2 separate regions of the Zea mays genome follow, and region 2 is linked to region 1. Evidence: chromatin contacts called from public Hi-C data. All regions are on one chromosome and are shown on one strand. Each heading gives the region's core, a stretch centred on a gene start, on an enhancer-like site or on the middle of the called end of the contact. The rest is flanking DNA. Distances are from core to core; before and after follow the strand shown. Region 1 holds the start of LOC103639167 (receptor-like protein kinase FERONIA). Region 2 holds the start of LOC100285437.

Region 1 (7,497 bases), core at 2,112-4,611:
TTTGGTGTAGTATCTCCATGTTGGTTTCCAAAAAAGATGCACTAGTTTTCTTTTGATTTTGGTGTAGTATCTCCATGTTGGTTTCCAAAAAAGATCCAACCAACTACAGGCTGTTTATAAACGAACAGGACTGTGACAGACCAGGCTCTTCAAGACCTTACTAACAGCTTGATGTCTAACAAAAATCTTCAGTAGGATTTGAGAACTCGAATATATTTGCACATAAAAAACCTGTTGCTGTATCTGTGTCATTGCTTTGATTTCTTCATCATTGGCTTATCTATTTCCCTGCACTAACTTCACTTGCCATTCTTGTGGTAGCATCTTGACATTACTTTTAGAAGAGACCCGACCAACTATAGGCCACGTATAAACAAGTTGGACTCTACAAAGGACAGGGAACAGAAGTCGGCCGGGTCCTACTACTACCTCGATGACTAATGAGGAAGCACAGGTTGGCATATATCTGTGTATTTTTTCGTGCACAGAACTACCTATATGTTCACTGACCCTTTTTCCTGCTTCAGATTCTTCTTGGAGAGCCATATGGCGCATAGTCTTTCGAGGGCGCGGAGAGTGCGGAAACGAGAAGCTACTATGAAGCTACCACACTACATGGCATGAGACTTGGTTGCAGGAGTAGAGTGCGCCGGTTATAACTTATAAAGCAGAGCATGCTGTGTTGATACTGGTTTTTTTTCCCTTTTTGGCTTGACCTATATGAAGAAAAGGATTGGCGTTAAAATGGTATTGTGAAGGGAGAGGTTTTTAAGCAAAAATGTTGTACCGTCGTTTTGCCATCGAGTATATTTGACCCTCGATTATATAGATCACATTAAATTTTTGGAGCAACAATATGAAATCTCGTGACAAGTCGTTGTGCTTTTTGGTTCTGATTGTAATTCATTCTTGAGTTTGAATGATCAAGTACGCTGGTTGCCGACAGTTTGTCCATTTTGTTGCATTTTTTTCCAAACGTTATTTACTCTGTTTATATATCTATTAAAAAACATAAATTTGGCAACGATACGGTGCCCTCGCCTGCTCTTATAAAAAAAAGGATGGACTTAAAGTCTCGACAGTCGCGTTTGGTTCAACAATTGGATCGCCCTTTAAATAGGGAAAAACTGGTAGTGCCAGCCATGTCACTCAGTCATGGCGTTTTTTTATGTATAACTGTTTTAGTGACTTGGCAACCCTTTATAGTTTATATAAAAAGAAAAAAAACCAATGCAACGCCAGCCATGCCACTCAGTCATGGCGTTTTTTTTATGCATAGGCAATGCCTCAATCGCGCAGCTGCCAGTTCTATCGTCAGCCATTATTCTGCATATTGCTCATGATTTTCTTGTATCCTTGCAGGCAAAGAAGAGAAGCAGCAACGAGGCGAAGAAGGGATACGTGCACCAGGAACCCAGCAGCAACCATGGCACTGTTCTCTTCTGCAGAACATGTGCCACAGTCTTTCTAGATGGTGAGTTCTGATTTCTGAAAGTTGCGCTGATGCCCATCTGGGCGGAGAAGCATGGAAAGGTCATATTCAGGACCTGGATTCAGCTTTACCCGCACTGCTCTGGGCGGAGAAGGGCAAATTGTGGAAGTATTGTCTGAATGTTAGGCAATCACATGTGAGCTCCCAAATGAATTGGTAGCCAGAATTTAGAATTTGGAGTGTATACTACCTTAGGTAACCGAATGTTCCTGTGGAGCTGTGATACTCTGCTGCCTGCTGTGGACGTTTCGTTACTGGTACCGACTATAAAAAGGACATGTCTTCGGCAATTAGTGTCTGGCATGTGCTTTTAGCACTGCTGTCTGCTTCCTAAACGACGGTGCAAGTGCATGTCTGCAGCAAACGAGTACATGTATGAGAAAATGCTACATCGGCGTGAGCGTGAGGGAGGATGTGTTTGCCCTATCTCCTTCATTTTGACTGGATGACTCTGTATACTCTGATAAATAAGTTTGTCCATCTATGGTATACGACGGATTACTGTGAAAGCATAAAAACATACACACTCAACCGACCACCACATCCTTCACAAGCTATTGGTTAGTACTAGTGTGGGCAATGAGATCATTTCTCTAAATTTTAGGAAGAAACTCATAATGTATCACTCAATCTTGAGGTAAGTTATTTTCTCAAACAAAAACACGTCATTACCTTTCTTCTCCCGGTGAGGCTTTGTTTGGTTATTTTAGTATTGACCCTAATCTACATGTGTTGAGGTAAATTGAGGTATAAATTAATTTAAGTTACACCTAATCCACCTCAATACACGTGGATTGAGCTCAATACTAGAATAACCAAAAACCAAACTAGGTCTTAAATGAGTGCTATGTGCAGATATGAGTGGTCTTATTTAATAGGTCACACCTTAATGGTCTTACTGAATTTTGGGCTCGGGATAAGTGGAAAGATTAAAGAAACTCCGGACAAGCAAAGCACTGCACCAAACAAAATACTAGTGGTATGGCTCAAGGTCAAGGCTCAAGTGACCAATACCTGACGATTTTGCTGATGAGATAATACGCTTAGCTGAATGATGATCAGTATGGCCATCGTCATGGCGCCAAACAGCTTGGTAATGGCGGCAAACAGCTTGCCAAGACATTGCAGGTCAAAGCTCAGGCTGTAGACCGGAGACGGACGACTTAGTGACTAAAAGTTTAGTTTATGTCACATTTAATATCTAAATATCAATTATGAGTGTTAAATATATACTTAATTACGTTTAATAATTGATCTTGTCTTCTAGACTTTATGTGTAATTAGTTTTATAATTAAATTATATTTAATACTGAGGACTACTATAGTTGTGTGGGACACCCCGTATTCACGAAACACGATTAGGCGACGAGACGAGAGGGCGGCGGTGGCCATCACGACGCCACGAACAACCCGCATGCCAGATTGCCAGCAGTAGGTAGGGCCCAAGTGCGGGGCCACATTCCGTGTGATCCTCATTCGACGGCCCTGATTGCGCCAGCGCACATGACCGGAGAATCGCCGTCTCTATATTAAGCGGAGGGCAACAACGCGCCCGCGCGGGGCCCGCCAGCCGCCGGTTGGCTCGCGTTTGGCCACTCAAGCTGGCTGCTGGCTACTGCCCGCGGTTTCGGCCCCGGATACCGTGCCCACGTGTCAGTGGAACACAGTCGAGAAATCTGGCTGTGTTGCGAGTTTTCAGTGTGAGTTGTGACTGTGACACTAGCATTAGCAAACCGTCCGACGTTAGTACGACCTCATTAAATCTGAACAGCACTGGCACGCGGGACCCACCCGGCAGTCCCGCCCCCGCACACGCACATGGCCGCGATTCCCACCACCGCGTCGCCGCTACCGAGCAGGCTCAACCGAGCACGGCAGTGCGAGCTGTCCTGTACTCCTGTCCACCACCACCACCACCCGGCGCCACCGTCCCCCATCGCACCGCATGGTCCGCACCACACGGAACTGGCGCCCACGCCAATGCACGTCGGGTCCACCCGGTGGCGTCCCCACCTACCAGCGAGTCACCACCGAAACGCGACCATCGCGCCGACGCGACGGCTGTAATCAACAGACGGGAGTGAAACTAGCGAGCAAAGAGCACAGCGGAGCAGGGTTGGTCGCCGTTGCTGGCCTGGCCTCGCTCGCCCCCTCCCACTTAATGCCGCACCGCCCGTAATCCGGAGGCTTCCCCCTCCCCCTTCCTTCCCCCACCCGCGGGCTGCTGCTGCCACCTTCTCCTCCCCACAAGGCTCACCTCCGCCGCCAACCCCGGCCGCGAATCCACCGCAGATCGGCCTCGGCGCGCCGCTTGATGCCCGATCTGTAAGAGGGGCTTGCCACCATGAGGGCCTTGCTGCTGCTGGCGCTTCTCCTGGCCACTTGCGCCGCGGCGGCGGCGCAAGCGGCCAACTCTACGGCGTTCGTGCCGCGGGATGACATCCTGCTGGACTGCGGCGCGAAGGGGCAGGGCAACGACACGGACGGCCGGGTCTGGACCGGGGACGCGGGCTCCAAGTTCGCCCCGCCCGACAACCTCGCCTCCGTGGCCTCCGCCTCTGGCCAGGATCCCTCGGTCCCGCAGGTGCCGTACCTCACCGCGCGGGTCTCGGCCTCGCCCTTCACCTACTCCTTCCCGCTTGGCCCGGGCCGCAAGTTCCTCAGGCTTCACTTCTACCCGGCCAACTACAGCAACCACGACGCCGCCGACGGCCTCTTCTCCGTCTCCGTCGCCGTCCCGGGGGGCAAGCTCACCCTTCTCTCCAACTTCAGCGCCTACCAGACGGCTGCCGCGATCACCTACTCGTACCTCATCCGGGAGTTCTCCGTCAACGTCTCATCCGCGACGCTCGACCTCACCTTCACCCCGGAGAAAGGCCACCCGAACGCCTACGCGTTCGTCAACGGCATCGAGGTCGTGTCGTCCCCAGACCTCTTCGACATCTCCACTCCCAACATGGTCACCGGCGATGGCAACCTCCAGCCGTTCCCAATCGATGCTGGCACTGCGGTGCAGACTATGTACCGGCTCAACGTGGGAGGCCAGGCGATTTCGCCCTCCAAGGACACGGGTGGGTACCGGTCCTGGGACGACGACACAGCATACATCTTTGGCGCTGGCTTCGGGGTCAGCTACCCGAAGGATAACAATGTCACCATCACATATCCAAGCAATGTGCCGGAGTATGTGGCGCCAGAGGATGTCTACGGCACAGCGCGCTCCATGGGGCCAGATAAGAATGTGAACATGAACTACAATCTCACATGGATGTTGCAGGTTGATGCTGGATTCATGTACCTTATCAGGCTGCATTTCTGTGAGATCCAGTACCCGATCACAAAGATCAATCAGCGGGTCTTCAGTATTTACATTAACAACCAGACTGCAGTCAAGGATGCTGATGTGAACGCGTGGGCGACCATGAGTGGTGCTACCACCCTTATTGGCACTCCAGTGTATCAGGACTATGTGGTGACCACATCGGGTTTAGGGGCCATGGATTTGTGGATAGCTCTCCATCCGAATCCTGACTCAAAGCCACAAATATATGATGCTATCCTCAATGGAATGGAGGTGTTCAAGTTACCGCTTACAAATGGTAGCCTTGCAGGGCTCAACCCTATCCCAAGTGTTGCCCCGATGACTGGTGGGACAGCTAAGAAGAAGTCAACTGTTGGGCCTATCGTCGGTGGAGTGATCGGAGGTTTGGTGGTTCTTGCACTTGGGTATTGCTGCTTCTTTGTGATCTGCAAGCGGAAGAGGAGTGCTGGGAAGGATGCAGGCATGAGTGATGGACATTCTGGTTGGCTGCCCCTGTCTCTTTATGGCAATTCACACACTTCCAGTTCGGCCAAGTCACACACTACTGGTAGCTATGCTTCATCTTTGCCATCCAACCTGTGCCGCCATTTCTCTTTTGCTGAGATCAAGGCTGCAACAAACAACTTTGATGAGTCCCTCATCCTCGGTGTGGGTGGATTTGGCAAAGTTTACCGTGGTGAGGTTGATGGGGGAACGACTAAGGTGGCTATCAAGCGTGGCAATCCCTTGTCTGAGCAGGGTGTGCATGAGTTCCAGACTGAGATTGAAATGCTGTCCAAGCTCCGCCACCGTCATTTGGTGTCACTGATTGGGTACTGCGAGGAGAAGAATGAAATGATCCTGGTCTATGATTACATGGCTCATGGTACTCTCCGCGAGCACCTGTACAAGACCCAGAAGCCACCTCTTACCTGGAGGCAGCGTTTGGATATCTGCATTGGTGCAGCTCGTGGGCTTCACTACCTTCACACTGGTGCAAAGCACACCATCATCCACCGGGATGTGAAGACAACAAACATCCTTCTGGATGAGAAATGGGTTGCCAAGGTTTCAGATTTTGGTCTGTCCAAGACTGGCCCATCTATGGACCATACTCATGTGAGCACAGTTGTCAAAGGCAGTTTCGGATACCTTGATCCTGAATACTTTCGCAGGCAGCAGCTCACAGAGAAGTCTGATGTATACTCTTTTGGTGTTGTGCTGTTTGAGGTCCTCTGTGCACGGCCTGCCTTGAACCCTACTCTTCCAAAAGAGGAAGTTAGCTTGGCGGAGTGGGCGTTGCACTGCCAGAAGAAGGGCGTTCTTGATCAGATTGTTGACCCCTACCTGAAGGGAAAGATAGCTCCACAATGCTTCAAGAAGTTTGCTGAGACAGCCGAGAAGTGTGTTTCTGATCAGAGTATTGACCGCCCTTCGATGGGCGATGTGCTCTGGAACTTGGAGTTTGCCCTTCAGATGCAGGAGAGCGCGGAAGAGAGCGGAAGCCTCGGTTGTGGGATGTCGGACGAGGGCACTCCCCTTGTGATGGTCGGGAAGAAGGATCCAAATGACCCGTCGATCGAATCGAGCACCACCACCACAACCACCACTTCTTTGAGCATGGGCGATCAGAGCGTCGCGAGTATGGACTCGGATGGGCTGACGCCTAGCGCCGTCTTCTCACAGATCATGAACCCCAAGGGGCGGTGAGGTAAAGCTGGTCCCATTCGTTACCTTGCATTCATTCAGCATGTTTTTTTCACGAGTTCGTGCTGTTACGGTTCTCTCGAATTAAGAACCAGACGTCCGAGAATTGTTTCATACTAGATATTCTGCCTTGCCCTGTACTTCTTCCCCAGTATTGCAACGACTGTACATCTGTTGGCTTGTATTGTACCGCTGCTATTGACCCAACTAGTATTTTACTTTATGAGAAAGTGATGTGCACGAACTATTGTTATGAGTGGTCGTGTGACGTGCTGTTAGGAAGGAGTCTCGACTCTGAATTCGACATGCACACTTGATAATCAGTTTTCAATCTGAATGGGTTGCGAGAGCTGATAGATCGTTGTCAGAACTGAGATTGTGTCGGTCTTTGCCCTCCAGATGAATTCCAACTGTCAAACAATTTTTATAGACCGTTTCTGACGACTAATCGAGCTGGCAGCTGAGATATTCTTCCTTTAGACAAAGTGATTCTTAGAAAGCTGTGGACATTTCACATCGGATTGTAGGCGGTTCACGTTAAGGTGTTATGGACACTAATATACTACTACCTCCATCCTTTTTATTTGTATAAAAATGAACTGCAAAACGTCAAATAAAAAAATGGAGGGAGTAGTTTTGTGTGTGTGTGTGTAGTGGGTGTTCATTGGTTGTGTGATGGTGACTAACAAAATATGGCGGGTTATGCTTCATATACCTCTTGTTTCGTGCTGTATTTGGGAAAGATCATGTAACCAATGCTGATGACGCACTGGATCGTGCCCTTTTAGTTCCACTGTCTTGGCACTCACTGGCAGTTGGCACTTCTCTTTCGCAAGCTCGGTCCTTGGACCCATCTGAGCTGGGAGGTTGTTGAGACGGTTGTTTCGGTGCAGTCGAGAAACGCTGCCGAGGTGACGGGAGAGACCCCACAGTTTCGGTCTCGGGCCCGGAACAGAGGCGACGAACAGTTTTGGTTTCAGAACCATATGGCTGTTTC
Region 2 (7,497 bases), core at 3,109-5,608, 230 kb before region 1:
ATTGTCCTACCCAGAAGGTTCCTCAGTTGGCCAAGTTTCAAACCACAAAATCTGACAGCACCATGGACCTTATCTCCCATATCAAGATTCCACAAGAAAGAGAGATCATGTTGAACGACCAAATCATCATCCAACACAATTACCTTCTTTAAATCTTTGAATATTTCGGCAAGAAAGAAATGTGAGTGACTGAACACTGATAAATACTCCATTCTACTCTTCTCAGTAGGCCGCTCAAGGCTACTGATGAAAACACGAAATTCCTCAGGCAAATATAACTGCTGGGTTCCAAACTCAGGGAAATTCTCGAAAATAATTTGTTCATAATTTATGACATTCACAGCTGATTCCCTGTAGGAGTTTCTTGCAAACCAGTGCTTCATGGCATAAAAATTTTGAGCATCAGTTAGTACATGAAAGACTATATTTTCAGTATCCTGCAATAGGAAAAGGGGATGTTAGCAATGCTGAGCCCACAAGATGCACTATAACAGCTTTAAAGGAGAAATAAAAAACTTTCTGCATACCTCAGAGCTACTAACAGTTGAGTTGATGACAACAGAAGCAGCAAGGACATTTTTAGACAATATAACATAGTGCCTATTGTCTGGAATGTTAAACGTATGGGCAGAAGAGTCATTTGGATCCAATGGCATGGATTTGAAGTACTCTACTGTCAATCTCATATTAAGACAATGATGACTTTTAGGCATGGTGTGAACACCAAGGTTGTACAGGTATGCGCTCTGCTTCATATGAAAATGAGCTTCATCCTCTGTCATATGAAGAATTTGACGAAGCTTTCTGTCAACATTGTTGCAATCCACAGTGCATGATTTGGCTCTTGCTATTGATTGGTCCATCCTCTCGACCTTCGTTTTTATACTGAAAATACATGTCAGATATTAAAATCAGAAGAGCCTCATGATGGAAACTTTTACTTATTTTTTAAGGGCATGAATTTAAAATTACATCATAAAACATGTACTGTTGAAGAAACATCTTGAAAGTAGGGTACTGGAATATATGATAAAATAGGAATTTCAGACTAATTTCATCTGTAAGAGAATCTATACAACGTAGACTATAACACTTGTAATTAACATGATCAACCAGGACAAGCATTAAAGACGTGAACTGGTAATTACACATGCTAAAAACTCACAAGGATGGTAGATCAGCATCAACGATGGATTCACTAAGGACCCTCTCGTGCTCTTGAATATTTTGCTTCAGTTCACGAGTCAATGTCTCCTTTCCTTTAAGTTTCGCAATGCTTGGGTAGTAAGATCGGGCTACAAACAGCTGATCTTTCAGCCTTTTCACAATGGTATCTATCATAACTTCTTTGTGCTCTATGGACCAGAGACAGTAACTCCCAAACTCAAGTTGACAAGCCTTAGCCTTTTCCACCTCATCAGCACTTTGAACTCTAGGAGGCCTAATCTTGTCAACGTTAATCTGGAAGGAATGTGTTTAAAAAAAGATTATATAAATACATTTCTCATACAAAAGAGCCAGATTGCAGCCTAAGCTAAGGTAAGAGGAAGCAACTGTACAGAACTACAGGTGGACGCGAAAGTGAAGTTAAACTTTAAAAAAAAATCGCTAAAAAACAAATAGCTGAGAAGCCTCCATACTTTTTTGTTATGATGAACTGGAACTGATACTGGTACTGGCTTCACTTCTGGTTTGGGTTCAACTTTTGGAGGGGGGAGGACTAGTTCAATTTTTGGAGGCGGGAGAACTGCATATAGAGCCAATTGTCATGTCAGCATGTGTGCCAAAATGACGGTTCGGCATATCATAAGAAAAGGAAAGTATCAAATTGATGGAATACGTGTTAATACAAACGATCAATTATGGCTAATGACCATTATTTCCTAGATAACTACACTAACATCCATTTAAAAATTATTGATTCAGGTTAACTTATTTTTTGTGAAATGTATAATACTTCTGCATACATTACTGTAAACATGCAACAAGGACGAGGTAGATACTGAGATATTGAAAACAAAGTAGAGTTAAAGCCCAACAAATCATATAAAGTTCACACAACCCAAATCATTGTTTTCCTACGTTGCTTTTTATTTTGTATATCGTAAGAGTTATACTGCACATTTAATAATGTTGATTGAATTGAATTATTTGATGGTCTCCTTCGTACCAACTTATAGCTTTTGGTTTAGTGGTTGAATTGAAATTATTTGATGGTCTCCTTTGTACCAACCTATAACTTTTGGTTCAGTCCTAACTATGGAAGGGCCAGTATCAATACCATGGTGCGACACACTACTGCTCCCAGAAGTCTTCTTGAACACATCCTGAAAACCAGGAAGAGAATGGATTAGGGACTTCAATACAATTCTGGGAGATGTAAGTAATGTAGCAATTAATGACAAAGACATAATGTTTTAATGATACATATTTATATTTTTCCCTGTCATAGTTCACGCGCTTGAATAGGAGACTAGGGAAGCAGAGATATCAGATGTATATTTTCTGTGGGATGGTTTCTATTTGTTGGATTTAGTGGCCAAAATTGTTTTTGTGAACATTCAATTGTACAACTTCGCCCCAAGAGCCAACAAACACAATAATTGATGAATTCTCAACAATCTCTTGAAGCTGAACGAATCCCATGTTCTCCAACTCAAATGTGCTCGCCTCCAGTAAAAAATCTCATGAAGCTGATCGAATTCCATGTTCTCCAGCTCAAACGTGCTCGCTTCCAGTAAGCTACAGAGGACTTTCTGATTTTCTTTTCCCCACCATTTATTTGAGTGTTATCCAAAATTGAGCAAGAATCAATTGGATGCAAACACATAACCCTAAACCACCATTTTTTTAATGGTATACACAATGGCTCAACAATGCTGATAACGGATATGATGACACTGTGTTAAGAGGTGGGGACAAAATGGAACAATAATTGCACAAGTGACCCGCACTCAATGCAATTAGTTTTCTAAGCTGTCTTATCAGAATTTGTTGAGCTGTAGAGGTGGTAGGTAATATGAAGAACAGAATGTTGCCCTACCTGTGGTGCCATTGGTTAATTATGTTGACCTAATGATGTTTATTACGGATGTTTTGGTCTAACCAATCTATGTGAAGATGCAATCCAAAGCTAAAATCTGAAATTCTTTTCCCTGTTAGATTTAGTAAAGCTCAGGACAGTTTGACTAAAGACAATCCTAGAACAGCAAGTTTTTTCGGACTGGAATAAATCTCTGTTTTAGTTCCACTGGTGCCAGTAGGCCTCTCTAATTATGACTAGTGTTGACAGCAAATACAAGCAATCCTAAAGCGCAGGATCATGTCAACAACCACCAAGCTACTGACAGATGCATGGTTTAAAAAGTTTAATCACTGACAACACTAGCACAAGCACTGCCCCGCTTACTTCATTTACAGATCCACCACTTTCAAATGCCACGCGATCGAATGAAGGCAAGTCAATCTCCTGCAGTAAACACAAACAGAAAGAAACACATCCATGAATATTTTGTTTGAAAACATCGTAAAAGTACACGAAAAATATGCATATAGTATTTTAAGAGAGAAAAAATGTAGTTACCTGCTGAGGGCGCTCATCCGTCACATACACTGCACAACAAAAGACGATCGAACCAGTCAGAAATCGAACCGCCGAAAAATCTCAATAAACAGGAGCGCAACAACAAAATCATTAATAAGACACGCTACACGATAACACGGGGAATAAAGCTCCGAGGAACAGATCCGCGTGGCACGGCACTGATTCGATCCGCGCCGACGCCTGCATTCCCTCAAATCCGGGGGTTCTGCGGGCATGAGGTCGTGACGGTGACGAAGCAGAGGACTCACCGGCGGGGAAGCGGTTGAAGAGGAAGGCGATCGGCACGAGCAGCGAACAGAACACGAGCGCCAGCACCGCCAGCCGCGGGCCCCTCCGCCGCTTTGCCGGCGGCGCCGTCGCCTTCATGGGCTACGCCTCCTCCTCCTCCTCCTCCTCCTCCTCCTCCCGGCACCAGCACTGCCGCCACCCTAATCCCCACCGGTGCTGCCACCTCCTCCTCTCCCTCTAGCGATCATACATACCGCCAACGCCACCGCCACGGCGCGGGAGTGCGGGGCAGCAGGCGCGGGCGGACGAACCCTCCTGGTTCGACAATGGCGCGGGCGAGCCCTAGGTGGGCGGCTCCGGTGGATTCGATCGGGGGGCAGCGTCGGGCGCTCGGATTGGTTAGTGTGCGCGAGAAGCGAGGGGAGAGCGTCGAAGGGGAGATTGGAGAATGGAGATGGAGGGGGAGGGAAGGGACGAGTGTGTGTATGTGTGCGGGTGTGTGAAGGAATCAAACGTTTTCCGGAATGCGTCTCTTTTCTTTTCGCTTTTGCAAATTTATCATTATTATACTTATGATGTGTGTTGTTTCATTGTTTGATTCTCTGTGCTTTGGTTCAGAATTCACGCATTTAGATTTGCTTTGCTGGTTAATTTAACTATAACTACAGCTGCCGACGCGCAAATTATAAGATCCGCGGTGGTGGGGTCAACACGGATACGCTGCCGCAGCTCGTTATGATGGAACATGTGACGAGGCTTTATTGTATTTACATGTTTCATTTTCTAACATTTATATTTCGTCGTCGTAATTTATTATACCACTTTATAGTTCACCACTTTGGTAACAGAAAAATTCGGAGGGAATCTATAAAAAAATTTATTGCCATTAAACTTTGCGAAACACATCCAACCAAATCACTCTTACACTCAGAAACTCCACTAAATCCACCAAACATATTACATCTAAATTTAACGCACCATCAAAAACAACCGTTCAGATCGTTGAATAACTTCATCTACTTTACTCACTCAAATTATTTGGATCATCTCTCATCCTTTATCCCTCCCCCTCCACTCCCTCCGCTACCTTGTCGCCCCTAGCCTCCCCTGCGACATTGCTGCTCCTTCCCCTCTCACTTGTGCCGCTGCCTTCGTCGATCTCTCCCCTCACTTGGATAGTTGGATTGTAGCCTCGGGTACGGTGTCGAAGGGTCCCTGCTGAACATCAAACGTTACGTCGTCACGTACTATCCCAGGCAAACCCACACTTACGTATGGGGCCAGTCCACCCCGGTCGTTGGGACCTCAGCGTAGGAGTTTCTACAGTGACCTGCATACTAGAAAGGACGCCACAAATACGCCATCCGGTGTATGCCTACACACGCCGGTAAGTGACGCAGGTCCGTGACGACGGGCGAGGCCGCGCTACGCACGACCACACCATAAGGGGCTGACCCACGAGACCCACCACGCACTACTACGAAGATATTAGTAGAGGACTTGCTACATAAACCCGTATGACGAACGAGAGAGACGATAAGCCATAACAGGAGTACGGCTACGCACGACCCTATGGACTACATAAGGAGCACTACGTCAAACCAGGGGGATAGATCACCCTCATACTTGTAGAGAACAAGTCACCTCTGTAAGGTCCTACCCTTGAGTTATAAAAGAGCAGGCTCTATTTTTTCTTACACACAAGCATACAAGCTGTAACACTTTTCATCACAAATACTACAATCAGCACTACATTGAACTAGAGCTCCGGTCTAAACCGGTATAAGTCTCAAGTTCATCATTCGAGTCACAGTGATTCACCGCACTAGCATTCCCCACCGAACACAAATCTATTGCCCCTGGTTTTCGAAACCATGATAGGAAGCGTCGTCGCGACTTCTTGTTGCTGGTGTTCATCTTCTTCCAGGAGAACACTATGCCACTGACGTTGTACATCTTCTTGCTACTTCTAGTCTTCTCTCCAAAGGACGTTCGAGGGACTGCATTATGAATATCGACCTGCATCGAGCCGTGATCGATGATATCGAACAACGCACTATGTCGACTAGTGTGAATGGAGGGATCGGTGCCTTAAGCATAAGTCCCTTCACTAGGTACGCCCTAAACCTTCTATGGGTTGTTTATCTACTGATGAGTATGTTCGTTGTTACAATAACATATACACATGCACGTATATATCATCTCAAATCTTACATGCTATTTCTGGATTATGTATAAATTGAAAATGACTTCCTAGCATGGTCAACATAGTTGGAGATGCACGCGTGTTGCCCACCCAACGCGGTGGCGTCAGCCGTCTTATATACTAGGATAGATGGAGTATTTCTCGTGTACATTTGCATTGAGAACCCTTATCCTTTTTATTACTCTTCATATCCTTTCACCTCTAGATTGGCACACCGATACCGCGCTTATATTTTCGGGCCTGTTTGGTTCGGTTTTTTCTAATGAGCTTTTCTGAGAATTTGGTTGTAGGGAGAATCTGGTTGTGGAGAGAATATGAGTATCATGGGAGTTATCCATTGAACAAGATGAATGGGTCTATAGGATTTAGGATCCAAGAAGTGACATATTCCTTTTATCGTGACGACTCGACCAATTGTGTTTTGATAATTTTCATCAAAGCGATTTTCATATAAGGGGGCTAAAAAGCTAGGTGTTTGGCAATCCTCAGCAGCTTCTGGTGGCCAAAATCAGCAAAAAGTTGAAATGAACATGCCTGATCGGTGGGTGGATTTTTTTTCAAACACTGAAAGATTAGGAATTGAGATGTGGAAATGTGGGAGAGTGTTCTCTTAACCTTGCAAAAAAAATCAAGATTGGGAGTGAGTTTTAGAAACGCTCGGAGATGCTCTAAGAATTAAGAAGAAGATGTTGGATTAGAAAGGTGAATAAGCAATATAGGACAGTACATAGCATATCTGGATACATAAACTAGTTTTTTTAACCTAAGTTTCAAACTAGTTGCTAGACAACTAGTTAGCCAAGCACATTTACTTTAGATTCATTTTTAGCTCAGCTAGTAACTAGCCATGTGTATGCAAACATGCCCTTATAAACGACGCATCCAATGCCTCTATGGTGACATCCTTTTTGGAATACTTTTGACTTGCTGATATATATGGTATGCATAGCTCCCTATGACATGGTACTTAAAAATATCATGTTCTCTGGTGCCACCAAAATTGTGTCGCATTTCATTCAAAACGTATTTAGAGTGGTCTGTTATCGTTGATAGATAATGCTACCGTTGCATGACTATAGCTAAGACTTATAAGACCCCCATTTGGATCCTCTAAACTTTCGGTAACTACAATAGTTGAGGCAACATGCATGTAGACTACAAGGTATATATGGATGCTTAAGGAGAGATAATGTTGTCGTAGCATTAAGTATTGTTGTGAAATTAAAATTAATTCATACAATGTAAAAAAAGTTTTTATAGGTTCAACCACCTTGTCAGGACACATTAAACATTGATGGTAATAACTAAAGTATCTTATTCACCTTCTAAGTCAGAGGTGCCAATGGTTCTTAGATAGTTTAAGGCCCCGTTTGGTTTGAGTGACATTAGTCCCTCCATTTTAGTCTCATTTAGTTCATAAATTGTCAAACGGTAGGACTAAACTACTTTAGTCTCTAGT

The links. Hi-C and Micro-C count contacts between places; a contact is called where the count stands out from the background.
Region 2: a contact with region 1 is called in a Hi-C map of endosperm, with 2.1 times the contacts expected there. The contact joins the promoter of LOC100285437 here to the promoter of LOC103639167 in region 1. A contact is called at or near these places in 7 of 25 Hi-C or Micro-C datasets (bundle sheath, ear, endosperm and 2 more).

Annotation. Positions count from the first base shown.
Region 1 is chr9:137,559,619-137,567,115 of Zm-B73-REFERENCE-NAM-5.0, reverse strand. LOC103639167 (receptor-like protein kinase FERONIA) reads left to right here and starts at 3,361. Exons shown (of 1, transcript XM_008661958.2): 1 at 3,361-6,854. The coding sequence starts at 3,837. The coding sequence ends at 6,503. LOC103639168 (ABC transporter E family member 2) reads left to right here. Exons shown (of 12, transcript XM_008661959.3): 11 at 322-454; 12 at 528-945. The coding sequence ends at 441.
Region 2 is chr9:137,786,126-137,793,622 of Zm-B73-REFERENCE-NAM-5.0, reverse strand. LOC100285437 reads right to left here and starts at 4,358. Exons shown (of 9, transcript NM_001413563.1): 1 at 3,853-4,358; 2 at 3,584-3,612; 3 at 3,410-3,469; 4 at 2,282-2,327; 5 at 1,641-1,747; 6 at 1,166-1,461; 7 at 528-885; 8 at 1-437. The coding sequence starts at 3,970.